3 separate regions of the Mus musculus genome follow, and all the other regions are linked to region 1. A link is a contact called in public Hi-C data. All regions are on one chromosome and are shown on one strand. The core of a region is the stretch at or near the end of the contact, and the rest is flanking DNA. Distances in the headings are between cores, read along the strand shown.

What was found. A called contact is a pair of places that touch in the nucleus more often than the background predicts.
Region 2: a contact with region 1 is called in a Hi-C map of uterus, with 3 times the contacts expected there. The contact joins two enhancer-like sites.
Region 3: a Hi-C map of uterus shows a contact between it and region 1, with 5 times the contacts expected there. The contact joins two enhancer-like sites. A contact is called at or near these places in 4 of 484 Hi-C or Micro-C datasets (all in uterus).

The regions. Positions count from the first base shown.
Region 1 is chr17:82,512,351-82,515,487 of GRCm38.p6, forward strand. No RefSeq gene overlaps it. Among named protein-coding and RNA genes, the nearest start is that of Gm34211, 110 kb to the right of the region's middle. Within about 2 kb of position 1,566, at least 3 of the 459 cell types and tissues checked have an H3K27ac peak or open chromatin away from gene starts, as enhancers often do. A contact at or near this core is called in uterus, where this site is marked.
Region 2 is chr17:82,875,985-82,879,121 of GRCm38.p6, forward strand. The region is part of intron 4 of Gm34265 (a long non-coding RNA gene); the gene reads right to left. The region is part of intron 1 of Gm41629 (a long non-coding RNA gene); the gene reads left to right. Among named protein-coding and RNA genes, the nearest start is that of Gm41629, 5.7 kb to the left of the region's middle. Within about 2 kb of position 1,502, at least 3 of the 459 cell types and tissues checked have an H3K27ac peak or open chromatin away from gene starts, as enhancers often do. A contact at or near this core is called in uterus, where this site is marked.
Region 3 is chr17:82,856,293-82,859,429 of GRCm38.p6, forward strand. All of the region lies in intron 4 of Gm34265 (a long non-coding RNA gene), which reads right to left. Among named protein-coding and RNA genes, the nearest start is that of Gm41629, 14 kb to the right of the region's middle. Within about 2 kb of position 1,424, at least 27 of the 459 cell types and tissues checked have an H3K27ac peak or open chromatin away from gene starts, as enhancers often do. A contact at or near this core is called in uterus, where this site is marked.

The sequences.
Region 1 (3,137 bases), core at 316-2,815:
GACATCCTGCATCCATCCCCACATGCTTCTAGTCTCAGACCTTGGAGGTAGAAGCTGTGTAGGATCAGCAGTACAAACACCCTCAACTACACAGCAAGTTGGTGGCAAAACTGAATAACAAATTACCCTCACTCAGGAAAAATTTCCAGTGTTTAATATAATGTGATGATTAAAGACTTTGCCAAACTTATTTTAAAAGGTATTTTAAGCATTCACGTTAAGACAAAAGAGTCAATGCTGCCAATACAACATTTTCTTTCTGTATTACACTTAAATTGGATAAGATATAAAGTGAATAAATGAATTAATTAATGGAAAAAGTAGATTAAATGTTCATAATTTAAATATAATTAGAATACTCAGAGTAAATAGGGCTATGATTGCAATAAATGAATATTAAGAGAAAATTAAATGGGGGTAATTTACATAGTCAAGTGAAGTTTCCGATATTGTCTGTAAGATTTAGTTTATAGTGTTTTCCAGACTTAGTTTCAAATAACAAAACACAGAAATTTTTTATTATATACTAAATGCCATATGGGTTATAATCTACTGTTTGTTATAAACTACTTAAAGAGAATAAGGTTTTTCTGAGAAAAAAATAAAACATGAGACTAATAAGAAATTCAGTGGGTATTAAAAGAAAACCCTGTCGTAGCAATGCCCATGGAAGGTCCACTAACTAAAGCATGTCTAGACAGGAATTACAATAAGTAATTTGAAGCCATGAGTAGGTAAAATTTATAAGCTGTAAACAATCTGGTGATTTTATGAAAATAAGGAGTTTCAAATAAAGTAGAATCTTTATGTACAATAAAATATACAATATTGTGAGAAAAGAGCCAGAAGACTTCCTTGTCATTCATGTACATGAACACTGATTATTTCATGACAGAATAAGAAAAGATACTCTTAAAATTTTTGAGATCTTCAATGTTTGGAATTTATGGAACCCACCAAAATCAGTTATTTTTCTGGTAGTTCAGATGGTAGTATGATGCTGCCCATAGGTTGTATTTTATGCAATCATTATATTTTGAGCTAACCTTTCAGTACAAGTGTTTTGATAAGCAGTTTTTAAAAACAACACTTTGTCTTCACTTTTAATTACAATGGAGGAAAATCAAGCTAAAATACCCTCCCTTAAAACATTGATTAACTATGTACTTTATATAAAATTCTACGATCTGAAGGTACAGATTGAGATGACTATTAAACAAGCATATTAAAAGTTTTCCTTGTTTTTAATGTAAGGTCAGCACATGACTTGGAATGCAGAAAATCTGCTCCCAAGAAATCATATTCACAGGGAAGAGCAGAAGAACCCACGGTCACAAAGAGAAGGCTTTCCAAACGCTGCAGGACTTTGCTGTCCTTTTTTTTTTGCATCTGCTCATAAGAAAATACTTCCAAACAAACTCTACTAGTGACAGAAAATCCCTACTTTAGGAAAAAGCTGGTATTCTAACTGAGATGGTAAACAAAAGCAACACACTCATTTACGATATATCATAAAGTAGATTCACAATGGACTTCAATTTATGGCACCCAGCTTGCTAGATACACACTTAAACGCTAAGATCTCTTTGATTTATCCATGTCCAAATACCCACAAAGCTAGAACTGTAGGAAGCTGTTAAGGAGAGTAAAAATATATTTCTGAAGGAGACAAAGGACTTTCAGTGGAGATAAATGTGGAGGCAGAGTAGACCAGGAAAGTACATTCCATTCTGAAACCCTGTTTGCCTTCTGCTAAGTTGCTTTCTGCTTTATGGTCTCAATGACTTTTAAAAACTCTCCAGCTACCAAGAACAGCAGAATTCCTGGGAATCTGTTCTTTGTTCCTTAAAGATGATTTCTTGCTTTATGACACCAGTTATTTGTCACCCTTTGTGTTGCAAAGACTTTCTTCATAATGTCTTGGGTTTGGTCCTTTCTTGCTTTTTTGAGTTGTAAACTGTCTGGGTTTTGATTAGAATGGTTAAGATATTTTCTCTTTAGAGGAGAGAATTCCAAAGTTATTTAATATATGTGTGTGTTGTGTGTGTGTGTGTGTGTATATACAATATACTGATATTAAATATGGAATAGGATATCTCCTCTGAATGCCCATTTAATGAAGGCTTAGTCCCTAGCACATGACACTACTGGGAGAGGACAGGATCTTTACGTGTTAGGACCCAGTTGAAGAAACTGGGTCTTGACTTGAGGCTTGCTTGCTTGTAAAGGGGAAAACGAGACCCCAGCTTCCTTTTTTGTTGTTTTCTTTCCAGACACCATTAAACAATCAGACCTCTGCTATCATTTCTGTATTAATTTTCTATCCCAACTTGTCTTAAAACAACAAAACATCCAAGGGATGAATCACCTACAACCATGAGCGAAAATGATATTTTCCTTAAGTTGATTTTTGTCAGGTACCTGTCACAGCAATAGAAATCTGACTAATATGATTGATACAGAATGAATATGTCCCTTATTTGTGCACCTCAACTTCTCAACCTCACATACATCCCTAGAGACAGTTGTGTAGATTTTATATCAATAAAATATCCCATGTGGTTAAGAAATCCTTATCACACATGTACAACAGATACTCGCCAATGTTTTTACTAATAAATCTCTTGCATGTTAGTACTAAGAAGGCTATAAATTTACTCAAGATGCAACCAGAGTACACTTTTGAAAAAAGTTCAGACAGCAACTGTATTTGACTGTGAGTGTTATGGAATGTTTTAATGAATGAGGGAGCCAGAAAAACAAAGCTGGTTTGAAGGAGCTGTTTAGGAAGCTCAAACTGCTGTGCTATAAACATTGGTGGTGAATCTAGAGGGCTGTTTATATTTAGTGCTATGTACTTCACTGGAAATATATATAATTATATAAATATATATACTCCAATATAAATATAAATATATTCCAAATATATTATTTATTTCATATATATTTCACATATATTATATATTTTATTGGGTATACATATATACATAAAACAATATTTTCAGCTTCTGTATATTTTTATAATGGTGCTTATAATGATAAGAAATGACAAGTCAGATCATACTTGAAAGCAATTGACAAAAGAAAGAATTTACTTACTATCTTATGAATTGAAGTGTGCTAGGAAAAGCTGTAAG
Region 2 (3,137 bases), core at 252-2,751, 360 kb after region 1:
ATTTCCAGAGTAGTTGTACAAGCTTGCAATCCCACCAGCAATGGAGGATTGACTCCTTTGAAAGATAGTTGAACCCACCCCAGTGAGAGATGCAACCCACAGCTTGAGGCCTATTGCTCTACGGTCACTAAACAGAAAGGACATTAGCAGGCAGAGGCAGGGCAACATGGTTCTACCAACGGACTGTGGAAAGTGTACATTAGAGACCTTGAGATTTACCCTTGAGTCAACTTTCAGGTTGTTTCACTGCCTGTGCTCACACCACTAATGGGGCTTTGCAGAGAAAGGGATTAAGTAGCTAATGACAGCATTTATAATAAAATGTGCTGTACCACACGGGTTTGTTCTCTTTTCTGGTGATGAGAGCTCTTCTAGAAGAGGTCAACCATGAAAGTCATCAAATGGAACACCTGAAGGACTGCACCATAGAGTGTACAGCCTAAGTCACCCTCACAGTACCACCCAATGCTGACTTCAAGGATTTAAGTCTCCCTGCTGCTAAAGGATGGGAGGGTTCATTGCCTGGCTATATATCCTTCTCTTTGCTATGAGAGTCTCTGCCTTAACAATCATGTGGGAAAGGCAAATATCAAACAGGCAAAAATCTTGTTTTTATGCTACAAACTGAATGAGTGATCTTCTTTAGACTTGTCATTTTCATAAAATACAAGTAGAATTTAAGACATTTTTAATTCAAAATATCATTTGGTTTGCTACTTAATGGAATGTCAAAGATTATATAAAGCAGTGGACAGTTCAGGGTTAGGAAGATAGCTCAGAACTTAAGAGCACTGGCTATTCTGCCAGAGGACCTAGATTCTATTCCCAGCACCCATGTGGCAGCTAATAACTGTCTATAATAACTCTAGTTACAAGAAATTGGATGCCCTCTCCTGGATTCCACAGGTTCTAAGTATATGCATGGTGCATGAATATATTTGAGTCAAAGCACCAATACTCACAAAATAAACTTCTCAAAGAAGTAGAAATTCTAAAAGGATAACATAAGTGGGCATGTTTTCAAAAAGTATGCTTGCATGTCCACAATCACTGATTTATTTAAAACAGGCATAGAATTATACCCAGGTTAAATCATTAGGCTTTTCATGGTTAAACTAGGTTGAAGCTAGAAATGATAGAAAATCTTGATCCAAAAGAGAAATTCCAGCAACCCCAGAAAGCGGGCAACCAGGTCTTGTTAGCTTGATTGGAGGGAATAATCCGGGGGGGGGGGAGCACAACCGTGTGCGTACATTAGATTCCCTGTTTCTCGATGACTAAACTCGGCATGCTTCGTTGAAAATGCTTGTTTCTTATCTAGAAAAACATCTGCTTTTTGCTGCTAAAAGCGGGATCCTGAGGGAAGTGGTGATCTTTCCCAAGGCAACTTGATTAATAGCAGGCTTCCAAATCTTACTTAAGAGACATTCTGATGCAGCCAACAGCACTGAGTAATTGTTTCCACAAATAATCTTGATATATATTTCCCTTCTTTGGGGAAGTTTAGACAGTGGGACACACAGATCTCTTCCCAAGAACATCTGTACCTAACGCTCTTCCACGAGCAATGCTTGCTGACCAACACACCCCTAAGCACTGGACAGAAAGCCTTCTGGCTGATGAGGAGCTGGTGAAGAAACCCCATCTGAACAAAGCATTGTACTGAACAAATGGGCACAGTGGGTCAAACTAGACTAAGAAGCTTGCTCCCCGGAGCTCCCTTCCTTTCAAGAAAGTAAAAGCACAAGAATGAAGATGTAGCCTCAAGTAGGCAGAGGCAGGCAAATGAGAGCTGACTATGGCATGAAAAGAATCTTCCTGCAGGATAAAGAGAAAATGCTTCAGGAGCAAAGCACTATTAGTGGGCTGTTGTTCTTTTGTTTGTTTTTTGTTTTTGTTTTCTGAATCCTAGAATATGCATCAAAACATTCACTTTGTGAAAATACCTGTGGGGTCACAGTGTCATCAGACATTGCTAACTTCTATATTTAGAAGTTCCTCTGCCTTTGAGCCCAGCTATTCAGATTTCTGTCTAGCAAGCTTTCTTCATGCCTAAGAGATCTGTGTGGGAGACGGTTCTGGTTTTACGGGCAACTACGGGATGATAGGCCCATTGTTTTCCTATAAGAATATTCTGCCTTCTCCCTAATAAATCTTGAATCAGATAACTCATTGCACTTCAGCTCACTTTAACTTTTTTAGAAGGTCTTATGAACTAGAACAGCCTGCTGGTGAGTTAGAAACTTAAAATAAGCTCTCAGATGAGATCAGAAAGCAGAAATGGGAAGGAGAGGGAAATAACAACTGTCTTAGTCAGGAATCAGGAACCCTGCTTTCAAAACTAACTTGAAGACTTGGTCCCTGACTCCCAAACATGAAACCTTGAGTAATTCTTGATATCGCTATCATTGTAAGAGCTCAAATTTACAGTGTTTACATGAACTTAGCCCTTTACACGGCTTAGCTACTGTAATCTTCAGAGTGACTCTGCAAGGGAAATTCTATTATATCACTTTCTAGCTATAGGAACCAGTTCTGAAAACTCAATCAGCCCCAGTTTCTACAACTAGTGGATGCCAGACCCCTAGGTTTTCACCAACTACAAAGGCACTGAATTGAAGCCACCCACCTTCTCTGCAACAATGATTATCATGCTTTCTGGAGTCACCAAAAGGTGGTTTTTTAGCTTTCTCTCACAATGACTTAATGTCAGAAAGAAAAAAACAACTAATTTACCACTTCTATGTCTAAGTAGCTTAACGAGTCATGGGCTTTTGTTGGGCTTGGGGGTGTGGTGGAGATAGTTATCGGCATCTTGGCTGATATGTGGTAGGCTCACTGCAATGGCTGTCTGTGCTCCATGTAGTTCCCCATCTGGACAGGCTAGGCTAAGCTGGCCCCAGTACAGAAAATCAGGGGTCCTGAGAAAGAAAGCATGACTTCCTCCTTTGTCCTTGGGTCAGAGTCTGGCACATTAGTTACACTACATTCTATTACTTAAAACAAGTCACAAGGCCAGCCCAGACTGAAAGTGGCCTATTGGCTATCAAATCACATTGACGCGGCGCCTATCCTGGGAAGAGTGAAGAACTGGGGCATTCTGTCTTCACCCTGCCATAGAATGTATGTAAATATGC
Region 3 (3,137 bases), core at 174-2,673, 340 kb after region 1:
AGTGTGTGACCAGGAGCGTGAGATACTTGATACAGGGATTGCATGGTGTCTCGGTGCATCAAAGCATGCTCCCTCTGCTTCCATGTCCGGTTCAGAGAAGAGTTATTAATGGTAGATTGGTCCTGATCCTATATAGGAAAAACATTAACAGACCTGCTCTGGGGCAACCTTGTGGCCGGAGCAACACAAGCTTCATTTGCAAAAGGATAATAGTGGATACATTTATTGTTGTTAGTAACCAGTGGAGGTTACTAACATGTCCAGAAGAAATGGAGACATCGTAGAAAAAAGGGGTGGTGACACAGATGAGGGAACGTTATATTTAAAGACAACAGAGTTACTGAGATTTGGTAGTGAAACAAGAAGTCAAGAGAAGTAAGGTGTCGGGCATGGATCTTGGAAATCTGGCTTGCAAAACTGAGTATGTTTTTGGCAGAGCTACTGAGGTGAAGGACCATGAGACAGGGCTCTCTGGGGCAGTACAAAATGAAGCAAAAAAGAAAGGTGGACTTTCATCTATGAGGCACGCAGGGTGAGGAGTTCTGGGTATCCTCTTGAAGAAGCCATTTGACCCGCATACCTGTCGCAGGGAGAAGAGCTCATGCAAAATGACAAGTGACTTTAAAAGGCAGTGGAGTGAGAAGGATGTCGTTTCTATCGGCTCTTTCTTCCCAGGCTCTTCTCGACCTCTGCCCTTCTCTGAGACCAACCAAGGGAGAGAAGATAAGATCCTATAGAGATGATCCACTGAAGCAGAGAGAATTGACTGTGTTTTCAAATGGCAAAACCCACTCTCCCTGTGTGCAAGTGAATTATCACAGGAACAGCGAATGGATTTGAACACCACTCCATTACTTTCACAGGCGTTGTCTATCACCTTCAAGGAGAGAGATTTTTAAACAGCGACTGCATCATGTTAAGACCGAACTTTTTCCCTAGCCCTAGTAAATTTCTCTGACCCTGCAACACAGCTGACCTCCTAGATGCAAAGCAAGCATTTCTAGGTGATTAAACACATTGGTAGTGAGGCCTTTGACCACACAATAGAACAAAGTAATCAGCCTCCAGAGAGATCAAAACCACAACCTTGTCTTTATTTGATCGTCCTGTCACAGGAGTGCTCAAGGCAGACAAACCCTCGCCGTCCCCGGGCTGCAAAACATTTTATTTCCCTTCACATTTGGAGGGTTGCTGATTTATTAAAACGTGCTCAGCCATTCTAAATAAGCCACTGGACAGAAGGGAAGCAAGTAGTGTTCCTATAAATTATCAAATGGAAAAAGCTCTTACAAAACCTGCGGAGGGCTTGAGCGATGGCAGGTACCAGGTCCTGGAATCCACCTTGGAGAGCAAAAGCAGCTCTCAGCTTTGGTCCTGGGGTCTGGGTTGCCTCGCTTAGTGTAGCCACGTGATCTCACTGCCCCCTGCTGGATGAAATGCGCATATGTTTCTGCTTCTGTTACCCCGAGCCTTTCCCTTACACGAGGCTCCTCCCTCATCTTGATTTTCCTCTGTACTCGGGAAGAATTGTGGTACCTGACCAAAGGGTCTTTTGGGGGTTCCATACCAAAGAAAGACAGGTAGGAAAGCATGCACAGTCTGAGATCACTGTGTGAGAAACAGAGGCCGGGGGCCAAGGGAAACAGTCCAGTGAGAGGCTCCCTGCAAGCACCTCCCACACCCCCCAGATTCCAGCAGTCTACATTTCTGACCCCTGAGGCTTTAGGACCACATCTGAGAAACAGATGCCTATGGAAATCCTTTTTAATATGGCCAGGTACGTGTCTCTTGGGGAAGGCAGGTTTTCTGCTTGAGAACATAATGCCTTTATTTCACAGGTCCACAAGCAGCAGGCTTTCTTCTTTTTAAAAAAAAAAAAAATGTCATGGAAATAAGTCTCCCGTGCTAGAGCACTTTAAAAGTTAAAGGTTTAAAGCAAACGCCCATTCTCAGATACCCATCAGCTATCACACCTCCTAGACCAATGGTTCTAAAGCTGGGGGCCGTGACCATCAGAAAACATGGCTATTTTACAGTAGTAAAATTACAGCTATGACGTAGCAATGAAAACAATTTTATTTGGTTGGGGTCACCAGAACATGATGATCTATATTGAAGGGTCACAGCATTAAGAAGGTTGAGAACCAGTGTTTTCATTTTATTTTATCTGCCTCCATGTCTCATTCTATAGACACCGCACACTGAATAGGAAGGGAGTCTCACTACAGACAAGATAAGAACACTAGACCTGGTTCTAGTCTGGAATAGAAAGATGGGCTGCTGGCTGCTGGGCGATGGTGGTCCACACCTTTAATCCCAGCACTTGAGAGGCAAAGGCAGACCAATCCCCGACATCCTGGCTGTACAGAGTGAGAGCCAGGACAGCCAGGGCTACACAGTGAAACCCACTGGTCAATGGTTAATTCCTGAGCTGACAGAGTCCTGGACAGAGGGTCGTTACAGACAGCTCTATCTTTTTGGGCACTGCCTATGATTGCTTCCTCCTGGCAGTTTCCGTGTTTCAAGTTTCACATTGAGGTCTCTGATCCGTTCAGAGCTCATTTTTGTGCTGGGTGATAAATTTGGGTCCAGTTTGTTCTTCTTCATGCAAACATCTCATTTTTCCAGTAGTTTATTGATGATGCTGTCTTTTCCCAATGTGTATTTGTGGCACATTTGTCAAAGATCAGTCAGCTGTAGCTGCATGCAGTCATGTTTGGGCATTTCTGTTGTTATTCCATTAGTCTATCTGTCGGTTTATGGCAATACCATGCTGTTTATTAATCCAACTCTATAAGATATCTGGAATGGTAATTCCTCTACCCTGCCCCTTTTTCTCAGGATTGCTCCAGCATCTTTTGTGATCCATATGAATTTTAACCTTCTTTTTTCTGCACATTCTGTGGCGGATGTGGGCATTTTGGCTGGGACTACATCAAATGAGTTAATTGATTTTGATAGAATGGTTGTTTTCACAGTGTGAGTTCTACCAAACCATGAGCATGAGAACTCCAGAGTCTTCCTCAAGCTCTTTCTTCAGAGACTTAATGGTTTTACAATGAATGTAAAGATGCTACCCTTTGAAACAGCCCATAAAGGCCCACAAGTTTTAGGCTTCGTCACTAGACTTCGGGACC